Linked DNA regions of Mus musculus: regions 1 and 2 are each linked to region 3. Evidence: chromatin contacts called from public HiChIP or PLAC-seq and Micro-C data. All regions are on one chromosome and are shown on one strand. Each heading gives the region's core, a stretch centred on a gene start, on an enhancer-like site or on the middle of the called end of the contact. The rest is flanking DNA. Distances are from core to core; before and after follow the strand shown.

Region 1 (3,883 bases), core at 1,148-3,647, 350 kb after region 3:
TTCCTAGCATGCAAAAGTGGGGCCTTGGGTTCAATCCCTAGCAACGCGCACACACACATACACACACACACACACACAGTGCTTTATATTAAGGAATCCTAACACAAATCACCTTTATCACCTCTGTTTTTATAACTCTATCTCTTATAATTATACAAGAGACTAATTTTTTCAAAACAAATTTACTTGAAGTCAATGAAGTGGAAACTATGTGAAACAGAAGCAAGGATAATTCGTTTTATTACAAGCCACTATAAATCTCACTCTGCCTCCCAACCTCCCCTCCCTTTGTCTCCTTCCCAGCCTTCCTCCAGGCACTCCCAATCTCATTATTCCATGATCTGCTAAAACCACAGTTTACCTCCTGGAACCAGTAGAACACACATCACTGAGAATTAGGGAATTGGAGACAGTTACAAGCCACCAAACAGGGTCATAAAGGACTTGAACCTGAAAATAAAGTTTTTCTAATTTTCAAGAGAAAAAAGTTTGTTTGTTTTGTTGTTTTTTAACATTATAGCTACACAAGTTGCACAAGGTTGACACTGATGGGAAAAAGGATGGGTGAGAAAACTTAACTTGGATGTTATTTACAGACTATGTGAAAAATAGTATGTTGGTGTCTTTGACTACAGCTTGCTGTTGGCACTAGAGGAAATCATCTTTAACTTCCTGGTACAAATAAACACTCGTCTTACTGGAATGCATAGTGTTCAAAACCAGGATGCAGAATCCTTAAGCTACTTCACTCAAGTTATTTTAAGCCCTACTTGGTCCCAAGAAAAGCAACTCCATTTTAAACTTTTATTAACAGTGATCTGAATTCTAATCAGTTTATTTACATAGCAAGTAGCTCTCGATCGCGCTGCGAAATAGGGATGCAGTCTAAGAAAACATAGTAACAACAAGTTATAGCACCCACTAGAAACCGCTGGAGATTTGTACTCTTACCAAATGCTCCCCTGGGTGCAAACAAATGAAACTTAAAAGACGGGAAGAGGTTTTTCAAGACACAATTTTAAGTCGTCAACAGACGGCTTAAGAAAGACTAGTCTGCAATAATGCGTCTTAAAACATTCATTTTCTGAACAAGATCATAATGCCAGCAGTAAGCAACCCACATCTTAAAAAGCAACGTCTCTGTTGACAGAGAGAACCTTTGCTTCCCTTCACCGGCATTTAACACACTAGTTCATTTGGAGAGCATCAGGTTCTGTACGTTATAAACAGGTTGTATGCAGAGTACACAGGAGCTACGATGTCGTCTGCACACTGTGGAAACCCAAGCTTAATACAATTGTTTAAAAAAGCCGCACCAGGAAATAAAGTCTTATTCATATCTTCCTTTTCACAGGATAAAAGGAGGTAACTTGAATGCTCCAATGAGCAGTTTCTCAGCATTATTTTTCTACCATGATCAAAATGATGACAGAAGAGAGAAAAAAGTTATATATTTTTTATTTCATACCTCTGGCTATCACTTCAATGCTAAACTCTTAAAAAACAAAAATGAGATCGTAAGTTGATTCCAAGCTACAAACAAACAAACAAACAAAAAGTCTAGAGAAAGACTTGGGCTCCACAGTGAAGCAAAGCAAAACAGCTCTGCTCTTCAAGTGGCGTCTCCGACCCGGTACTGTTGCCATGGTATCCCGCGCAGGCGCAGAGAACACCTTCACAGCCCGGGCGTCGCTTCGGTAACCCATGATTTGTCGCTAGGAAAGGGCAGTTGGAGTAAATCCTTCTCGCACCTAATGCCCGGAGCTTTTTGAACAGTAAGACTCGCACCGGCAACTAAGGGCGCGCTTCTGGGACCGCAGAACTGCTTTCCAGGCGGCCAGAGCCAGGGGAGGTCTTGTGGGATCATTCCGCCGCGATGCGGGACCCTCCCGGTGGCTGGACCTCTGCCACCAACCAGGGCAGGGAAGGTCTTGCTCAGGCACAAAAGCCCACGCGCTCCATTAGGAGCTCACGAGCTACTGTGGTCCAGTTCCTGGGCCGAGGCACCCTGGCACACACCACAACCCGGTGCTCGCGGCTGAGATTGCCCAGAAAGAATTCGAGCACCTGCTCGCGCAACGCTGGAGAGGCAGTCCGGTGCTCCTCTTCCTGCTCCCGGCCCTCTCCCTGTCCCCCACCCCCACCCCCTCCAAAGCACTGACCTGCTCAGCTCTGAGTATCCCGCTGATGAAGGATCCTCGGAGTTTTTGTAACCGGCTCAACCTCCCAAATGCTGGAGTGATCTGCTAGTGTCCCGGTGTGACTCCAACCCCAATTCCTCCAAAACAGCCCCCCAGCCCAAGATGGGCACCACTACACACCAGCCAACAGAACCAACAGAGGAGCTCCAAGTAAAGACCAGCGCTGCCGCCACAACCTGCTTTCTCATTCAAATCCTCATGCTCACATTGGAGCACCCTCCCTCTTAACCCTCAGCTCAGGGCAAATCCGGAACTGGAGCGCGCGCGAGTGGACTGGAGCGCCATCGAGGAACAGGAGCCAAGAACTGGACGTGGACCCCTTATGAAGATGCTACTGCTAGGCATAGGCCAGAACCCCTGGGAATAAAGATCTTCTTCTGTCCTCCCTCGCAGCAAATTTCAAAGAATTCCAAGACCAGGGACACCTCTGATAGATTTTCAGTTTAGGTGGCTAGCGGGTTAAAGACGCTGCTGGAACAAAGTTGGAGAGTTCAGGGGAAGCGAACTGTGCAATGTTCTTACAAGAGTTTGAACCGCTTCAAAAATAAAACACCAAACGACTAATCCTTTCTTTCCTCCCCCTTCCCCCTCCCCCCTTCTCCCTTTCCAATAAATATAGCATCTGTTATTTTCAACTATCCATTTTGAGTAAAATCAAATTGAGGAACAGGGAGTGCAGGTTATAGGATGCTTTGTTATCCCTCAGTCTCTTCCAAATATCACTCGTTGGCATTAATTAACAAGCCAGTTAATTGTCAGTTCACCCGCTAGCGGGCTGGAAAAGCTAATGTGCTGTTAAAGAGCACACAGGCGGCAGCGGAACGTTTGCACCCAGCAAGTGTTCAAAAGCTGAGTAAAGATGAGATCTGAGCGCACTAACAGTAGAAAGGGAATAGCGTGCTGCGGAGTGATCCGGCTTCAAGATTCCAGGACTTGGCTTTTATCAGTCTTGATTCAACCTGTCCTATTGTTAGTTCAAAGCCTAACTGGGAGGAACTGAGGACAAGACCCTCCGTGTACCATTCAAAGTAAAACTTCCCTCCAGTAAGAAAGTCAGGAGCTCTGGCATGGCAACATGGAATTAGCAGGGGTTGTCTGGGCCTGGTGACAACATAAACAAAAGTCTTTTTTTCTTCCATGAGTGAATTTGTTCAGGAAGTAATAAAGGAGAGTCTGAGGCTGGAGAGATCACTAGTCCTCTTTGACTGACAGTGGGGGAGTGGGAGGAGGGATGCTCAGTGACCTCTCAGCACAAGATATAGTATTTCACCTTTTCATCCGTCTTAGCCTAGCCGATACCATAGAAACAACCCATTTGTATTATTCAGTTCAACAGAGGCAATTACAATGTGACGGCAAAGCATCATGGGCAAAAAGAAACTTTATCCTGAAAGCTATCCTGGACGCTTGGAAAAAAAAGAAAGAAAAAAGCAACCAGACTAGTTACAGACTACAAGGAAGAATTCAATTTAGAAAAGGAATTGCAAGGTCTTTTGGCTTCATAAGGAAAAATATTTAATTTCCTAATTTTTCTTTCTTCCTTTGTCCTCTCCCCCTTTTTTTCTTTACCCAGATCGCAAACACCTAATTTACAGGAAATTAAGTAGGGTTGAGGTTGTAAATGTGAAGTATGCTTTGAGAACCTGAAATCGCCAGCACCAAATAGATAGATAGATAGATAG
Region 2 (3,910 bases), core at 381-2,880, 420 kb after region 3:
CTAAATTTTGTAAGATGTGGTAGCATATACACTTGGGAGGCTCATGCAGTTGGATCATGTCTAGTTCATAGCTATCAAGGGTTAACAGTGAAACTCTACTCAAAAACAAGCAAAGACAGAAAAATTTGCTATTTTACATTGCATAAGTAATAATGTGGGAAGATACTCTGTGACAGTATAAATAAAACTTGCTTCTTATCTTCCACTCTTTAATTTTAGCATCTACTAATATTTCATGTCCTAATTTACTATTGTTATGATAGCTGAAAATGATTCTTTAACATTTCCAGCTTTTATTACTTGATAGTTTATCATAAATCCTATCTGTGTCCTTTATCATCCACAGCAGTTCTCCTTTCCTGTCTTTTTCTATGTGTCCTAGGCTGGCCTCCAACTCACAGGGATGCACTAGCAAGTGTTAGGACACCAATGACACCTGGCTTCTTCCTTCACATCAGCCATTCTTTTTTGCTGTTGCTTGCAAAAGTTCTTATTTCATTGTGTGTGTGTTGGGGGGGGGGGGGTTATGTGTACATGTGTTTATAGGCACTGAGGCCATGGGAGGATGTTGGGTTTTCTTTTTTCCTTTCCTTTCCTTTCCTTTCCTTTCCTTTCCCTTTCCCTTTCCCTTTCCCTTTTCCCTTTTCCCTTTTCCCTTTTCCCTTTTCCCTTTCTTTCTTTCTTTCTTTCTTTCTTTTCTTCTTCTTCTTTTTTTTTTTTTTTTTTTTTTTTTGAGACAGGGTTTCTCTGTATAGCCCTGGCTGTTCTGGCACCAGAGTGAGAGAGAGAGAGAGAGAGATCAAGAGCCTCTGAACATTTTTCTTTTAATTACTTTCTTTCCTTATTTTTAAAAATCTGAGCCGGGCGTGGTGGCGCACGCCTTTAATCCCAGCACTCGGGAGGCAGAGGCAGGCGGATTTCTGAGTTCGAGGCCAGCCTGGTCTACAAAGTGAGTTCTAGGACAGCCAGGGCTATACAGAGAAACCCTGTCTTGAAAAACCAAAAAAAAAAAAAAAAGAAAAAAAAATCTGGCCTGGAACTAAGATGTGCCTGCCTCAGCCTCCAGATTGCTGGGATCAAAGGTGGTGACTGGCTACCATACATTCTTACAAAAGAAAAAAGAAACAGACAAACAAAAACTAAACAGGCAATCAAATAAATATAATTTCTTCAACAAGGTAGGCTCTCTGAGGAATCTACAGCTTATTGTTAAAAAACAGAGGTGATGGCACACACCTTTAATTTTAGCACTTAGGAGTCAGAGGCAGCTGGATGTAACTTTGAGGCTAGCCTGGTCTGCTGAGTGACCTTATTTAGAAAAACAACAAAACCAAAATAAAACAAAAAAAAACCAGAAAAATTGAGCCACTATTTGTGACACGGTGAATCCATTACTTAAATGTATCTTGCAGTTTATAAAAACTTGAAGTTTGAGGTGGTATGTAGCCACTACTTAATTATTGTCAGCTATCACATCCAGTTCTATTGCCCAGACTGGGGGCATGGCTGATGCTTTCCTTTCTGGTAGGTTTGGTGTTATCTTCCCGGGGTGACGACGAGGGCGGGGCTTGCATGGTCCCGCCTCTAAGAGGCGGGGCCGGTTAGAGGAGGTCGGGCGGAAGCTGGAGGCAGGGCCTGCGCGCGCTTCTGTGTTCTGAGGCCGCTGTTAGGTTCCGGGCTGCTCTTGTTCTTCACGCTTCTGCCGGTCCCGGTGTTGAGCCTCTGGCGTCCAGGCCTTGCCAGCAGTCTGCACCCGCGGCGTTGGTCCCCGATGGCCCTGTGCAACGGAGATTCCAAGGTCAGTCTGTGATTGGCGTCTCTGCCGCCCTCCGGCAGCGTGAGCGAGACCTGGGGGTCCGTCCGTCTCCCTCGGCCGGGTCAGTGGCGCTCTACATGTGTCAGCCCGGCCTGCGGCGCGGCTTTATTGCATCCGAGGCGCTTTGTTGGCTTTGCTAGTGAAGCATCGAGTTCCAGCGGAGAGGCGACCTGGCTGTGGGCCGCGATTCTTGGGGACTTCGGGGCCCTTCAACCGCAGGGCAGGGTCGGGGCCTCGCCTGCGGCGGTCCGGCCAGGCGGGCCTGTATTCTTTCCAGCCTAGTGCAGGCCTTTCTGACTCTATTGACCACAGCTTCTGTTCCTGGGCCCAGGTGTGCTTCTCACCCTCTTCTCCCGCCATCCTCGGAGGGGTAGAGTTAAAGGTTCTGCTCCTGCGCACTCTGTCTCGTGTATTACGTGCTAGTTTTCGGGGACATTTTCCCGCCTTTGGGGCCTTTTCTTGGGAGCCAGGTTCTCCACGGGTGCTGGAAAAAGTTAACTGCGTTAGCCAAGACGCGAGAGCGTTGGGCCGTTGATGCCCGTTTGTGGCTTCCAACTCCCAGCCTTAGACATCGTTCTTAATTGCCTGGTCTGAATTGGTCCCCTTTCCCTTCCGACCTAATCGTCTTTGACCTGGAGAGCTTTCTGACCTTCACAAAGTCAGTTTTGTCATCGAGAAACTGCGGTGTTGGAATATAATTTACTTTAGCAAGGTGTACATCACGCTTGTGCATGCTTGTGACCTAGCTTTAGCAATCTGGTTAAATTTCTCTTCGGGTGTATGAAACTCCAAACTTTTGGATAGCTGTTCTAGAGCCAGGAATAATTTCTGCCCTTGCAAACATGGAGCTTAAGTGTCACAAACTCGCGAATGGCTGCTTAATATGTAGGAATCATTCAAAAACCTGTGTTGAACAAATGAATAAACATTATTAGGTAGCTCCTATATTTTCAAACCTAGGCACCTGTCATGGTCTGAAGAATAAGTCTCACCTTACAGTTTTGTACATTTGTCTTTAATTTTTAATCTTACAACTCACTGGAACTCATCTTTATGGTGGATGAGTTCGCTGCGGTTTTATAGAACCTACTGCGATCTAGAAGAATATTTTCACAAAATTATTTCAGTATTTTTTCAACATTTTTTAATTATTATTTTGCTTTTTTTTTTCCGATACAGGGTTTCTTTGTGTAGCCCTGGCTGTCCTGGAACTCACTCTGTAGACCAGGCTGACCCCGAACTCAGAAAACCGCCTGCCACTGCCTCCCAAGTGCTGGGATTAAAGGCGTGTGCCACCACTGCCCGGCTCAATATTTTCTTAAGATGATATTTTTGATCATTGTGATTTATTTGAGTTTAAGGTGAATAGCTAAATTTTATGTCAAGGTCATGTGGTAGAGTGGCCAACTCACAGCTGTCTGTAATTCCAGCTCAGATGATCCAACATCCTCACTTGGTCCCTGTAGACACTGCATGCAAATGGTGCAGACAAACATATAGGCACAACACTGTTATAAGGAATTTAAAAATAAAATGCAAAAAAACTTAATAAAAGTAATAAAGTAATTCTTAAGCTGGCCTATTAGGATTAACCATCACAGATGCTATTCCAGCACCGTCAGTGAGAAGACATACATCAGTGTAAGGCTAGCCTCCTCCACACACACACACACACACACACACACACACACACGTACATTTATGGTGTTATTCTTGCAAGTGTGTCTGTGTACCACATGTTCGTGCCCGTGTGGTCATGGAGGCCAGAAAATGACATAAGATCCCTTGGGACTGGAATTACAGACAGTTGTGAGCTGCCATGTGGGTTCAAAGAATTGAACCTGGATCCTCAGGAAGAGCAGGCAGTGCAGTGCTCATAACCCCAGAGCCATTAACCCAGCCCTTGTTTTTAAAACTTTTAGAAATTCTGTACCAATATTTTATATAAATGAGTGTTCTGTTTGGCTTTTTGTTATTTGGAAAGATAAATAGAAAGCAGTTAAGAAAATGCCTCCCAGGTGGACGGTAGGCAAGTCTGTAGGTCATTTTTTTCTTTTTTCTTTTTTAAACGTGGATAGGATGGGTTACCTTGTA
Region 3 (4,029 bases), core at 1,172-3,671:
AGATGTGTATTAGGCAAAACTTCATAGTGTAGGACTGATACATGTGACTAAACATAATAAAAAGTGGCTTCTTTAAAAATATTCTACAATGAAGACTGCTTAGTCAGATATCCCAATTTGTCTCAGTGACTAGTGTCTAGAGAAATCAGTCAAAGCCATTATTATTGTATTGATTGTACTCAACTTTGCCTATCATGAATACATAACAGCTTAACCTGTAGTTTTATTATCTCCTTAAGTATTATCAACAATGGAAGTTGCTACTGTTTATCTACTTATTTCAGTATGTAGTGAACTACAACATTCCCATTCACTTATCACAACTTATTTTTTAAATTTTTATTAGATGTTTTCCTTATTTACATTTCAAATGTTACCCCCTTTCCTGGTTTCCCCTCCAGAAACCCCCTATCCTACCCCCTCCCCCTGCTTCTGTGAGAGTGTTCACCCACTCCTGATTCCCTGTACTGGCATTCTCCTACACTGGGGCATCAAGCCTTCAGAGGGCCAAGGGCTTCTCCTCCCACTTAGAGGTAAGAATTATTATTCCCATTTTAGGAATAAAGTACCTGTTCTGAACATTTCTGTAACTCATATCCACAGAAAATTCATATTATAGTAGTCACCTCTGTTCTTCATAGAGGCATAGTGGACTAATGTTAAAATCATTAATCCTAAGTATATATGGCAATAGAGAACTATTCAAAATAGAGAGTGGGAAACATTTATTTCATAGTTGCTAATATCTGTGTCTACCAATCTCATTATTTCCATGATTTCTGCATCTGTTTCTATTGGATTACTTTTCTCCTCGTACTTAATGGATTATTTTATCACTTGCCTGCATACGTGTAGTGATTTTTTATTCCAAAAAAAGATATGTTAATGCTATAATACTTAGTACTCCAGAATATAACTTTAATTTAAAGAAAAATGGGGGGGTTGAGTTAAGAGGAAGCCATATTTAAGTAAAGTGGGCCTTGAATCCAACATGACTGTCTCTATAAGAAGACTAGACAGAAACACACAAGGAAAGCACCATGTAGGGGCAAAGAACCGAGGGTACAGCTACAACCCCAACAACTTCAAGGGTCAAAAGCCACCACCAGAAGCTAAGAAGTGGCAAGGAAGATGTATCAAAGGAAGGATAAACTGTGACTTCCAGGCTATAAGAGGATACATTCCTAGTGCAATACACCTACTTTGTGGTACATTACAACATCTCCAGGAAGCAGTCATAGTCATTTGGACTATGTTGAACATATGTTGAACAATGTGGATTTTATATTTCTATGTGGTGGGTTTCATAGGAGTACTGAAATTTGTTCTAGGATGTAGTTACTTAGACATTGTCTTCTTAAAACTTTTCTTCTATTTTCATTAGGGTGGATCAAAAGAAGCTATTTAGACTCAGACTAGCAAAATAGTTTACCAGGCAAAGCACCTGAACTCAGTCTGATCACTTAAGTTTCTTCACTAGAACCAACATGGTAGAAGAAAAGAACTAACTCTCACAAGGTTGTTTCTGAACTCAGAAAACAACCTGTGATACTGTGATACACTTTTTCTGTCTGTCTCTGTCTCTGTTCCCCTCTCTCTCTCTCTCTCTCTCTCTCTCTCTCTCTCTCTCTCTCACACACACACACACACACACACACACATATTTTTAAAAATAATTTTTATGTTTAGAAAAGAGAAGCTTTTAATCTAAATCTGAGAGGGTCCTATGGAAGTTGACACACTTCTCTGACTCTATTCAGTGTTCAGATCTCACAAGTTTCTCCCTCTCTGATTGGACTAGAGACACAGTCCACTGTGAGCTCCAGAAACAATTTAAATCTAGCCTTCTGAAGGTCTTTCCTTGGACTCCATCAAGTACCTTCCCCTGGATGTGCAGAAGTCCTCAGCAACAACTAGAAAGAACCTTGAACCTCTGTGGAGTCATTGGTCCTCTGCTTTGGCCTCTCCCCACATCTCTGCGACTCAGCAAGACATCTAGACTCTGCCCTGAAAGTCGCCTCTAGACAATAAGCTAGATCAGCTGTAGGATTCACTTTATTGATTACCCCTTCCTGGACCACACCCATCTGCTTCCTCCTATTCAAAGTCTAGAAACCTCTATCACATATATTTCATACATTCTCTTTGGCACCAGTTTGTTTTTCTGTAATGTCTCCAAGAAAACAAACTAGGAAAGTTAAAACAGGGAGCTTGCCAGATCAGACCCCACGAACCCAACCTAAATAACAACTTATGTTACTGACGAATGTGAGATGCATGCTGGTGACAGAAACCGAACTCTGCTTTATAAGTGATTTCATCAGCCAAGGAGAATAACCGGCGCCCAAAAGAGTCAACAAGTGCAAATTTTCTATTCCTGTCTTTACACAGTCTCCACATTCTCAGCACTGTAGTGGATTAGAGTGGAGCCAGGGAGACAGGAAGCCTTCAGAGGACAATTGAAAGCAGATTTCTTCTGTGGTGTGGTCTGTGGTAAGGTAATTAGAAACCAGGAAAGTCACATAAAAGTGGGCAAAAGGAGACCTTTGTACTAAACATATACTGAGTTACATACACTAAATAAGATGTCAATGTCTGATGGTTGACTTTGTTTTTAGCCATCTGTAAATTATAAACAACGTTTGTTTATTTCCTCCAAACTTGCTCTAGCCTGGTATGCACCTTTCTCTCTGTACCTCTCTCTGTACCTCTCTTTCTCTTTCTCTTTCTCTTTCTCTTTCTCTTTCTCTTTCACACATACACACACACACACACACACACACACACACACACACACACACACACATTTCAGAAGCTCTCTTACACATATCCTAAATGATCAGCCAATCATGGAGTGTCTAAGTATAAAATGAAAATGGATTCCACTCTCTTTCCCAACCCTACTCACTTGTCTGCCATAGATTCCTACCATAGCCTCCTCTGAACCTGCTTCTAAACCCAGCACCACTAGAGGCTGTGGATCACTTCAGGGGCCTCTGACTCACAAACAGACACCATTGTAGACACATCGAGACCAACAGACTCTGGCAAATGGTACCACACATTCAGTAACAGATATTTTGAAGAGCAGACACATAGGAAGAATCCTGGCAGGGGCAGATGGAGGCTTCCAGAATCAGGTGCTGGGTTTGCCCCTCAACCCTTGTCTCCATCAAAAACCGTTCCAGTGCAGAGGGGATACACTATGTAACAGCTACCATGACAAAGTACTGCTCCCTACTGTACATAAATTCAGAGAAGTTCCTCGGATCTTTTAGATTTTCTCAAAGTTCTCTTCAGGAAGACACAGTGGCATTTCAGAAACAAGATAGGTCAGCCTTAGTAGCAATATTACCAAGCATCAATCAAATGGGACTTGAGACCATTTAGGTACTGAGCTTAGGGACTGCTACTTTCCTAAGGACATGAATTACAGGCTTTGCAGGATCTCTTACCTTGCTCACACAAGGGGTATAGCCTGCACACATATCAATACTATTGCAAGTCTCATCGGGAAAGACCACCTAACGTTCATTATGCATTCAACATACTCTTTTCACTAGTAGCATAGCCCTGACACTGAGCCCTCTGTGACAGCATTGGTGTGATCAGTTATAACAACAAGCCAACAGTAACCCAAACTAGCATGGGGCTGCAGCATTCCATCAGTTCCCTGCCTGTGTGCTGCTTAGTCTCCGTCAGAACAAACCTCTGCCCCTAGATTTTAAATGTGACGCAGTGCTCATTAATCCCAGATGAAGTGCCGAGACCACATCAATAGCAACCAGAACTCTTGTTGAAAATGGCAACCAGTTAACAGATACCTCCATTGAGACAAAAGTTGCACCTCTTGCTTCTATTTTAGCAAGCACCAGGGCAGAGAAGTTTCTTGGCAGAGTTTTCTTTCCCCTTTTGTGTCCCTTTCACAGTCATATCAGTGATCAGTTCTTGGCATCATTCAACAACAACAAAAATGTGGCAGACATTGAAAATTGAAAAGAAAGAGGGAATTGGAAGTCTAGGTGTTTT

What was found. Hi-C and Micro-C count contacts between places; a contact is called where the count stands out from the background. HiChIP or PLAC-seq counts read pairs in DNA pulled down with a chosen protein or histone mark.
Region 1: a contact with region 3 is called in an H3K4me3 HiChIP or PLAC-seq map of craniofacial prominence, with 3 times the contacts expected there. The contact joins the promoter of Plch1 here to the enhancer-like site in region 3. A contact is called at or near these places in 11 of 39 promoter capture datasets (the 3T3-L1 cell line, the C10 cell line, the HPC-7 cell line and 6 more), 1 of 484 Hi-C or Micro-C datasets (embryonic fibroblasts), 18 of 115 datasets of contacts at active chromatin or transcription factors (bone marrow-derived macrophages, craniofacial prominence, differentiating embryonic stem cells and 10 more) and 3 of 9 other capture datasets (adipose tissue, embryonic stem cells and pancreatic islet).
Region 2: a contact with region 3 is called in a Micro-C map of palatal mesenchyme, with 2.0 times the contacts expected there. The contact joins the promoter of Gmps here to the enhancer-like site in region 3. A contact is called at or near these places in 3 of 39 promoter capture datasets (cranial neural crest, frontonasal cranial neural crest and maxillary cranial neural crest), 5 of 484 Hi-C or Micro-C datasets (cerebral cortex, embryonic stem cells, nephron progenitors and 2 more), 11 of 115 datasets of contacts at active chromatin or transcription factors (astrocytes, craniofacial prominence, embryonic basal ganglia and 6 more) and 1 of 9 other capture datasets (embryonic stem cells).

Annotation. Positions count from the first base shown.
Region 1 is chr3:63,897,065-63,900,947 of GRCm38.p6, forward strand. It overlaps Plch1 (phospholipase C, eta 1), which reads right to left and starts at 2,398. Exons shown (of 24, transcript NM_001370984.1): 1 at 2,163-2,398.
Region 2 is chr3:63,974,513-63,978,422 of GRCm38.p6, forward strand. It overlaps Gmps (guanine monophosphate synthetase), which reads left to right and starts at 1,631. Exons shown (of 16, transcript NM_001033300.2): 1 at 1,631-1,798. The coding sequence starts at 1,772.
Region 3 is chr3:63,549,445-63,553,473 of GRCm38.p6, forward strand. No RefSeq gene overlaps it. Among named protein-coding and RNA genes, the nearest start is that of Strit1, 68 kb to the left of the region's middle. Within about 2 kb of position 2,422, at least 13 of the 459 cell types and tissues checked have an H3K27ac peak or open chromatin away from gene starts, as enhancers often do. A contact at or near this core is called in craniofacial prominence and palatal mesenchyme, where this site is marked.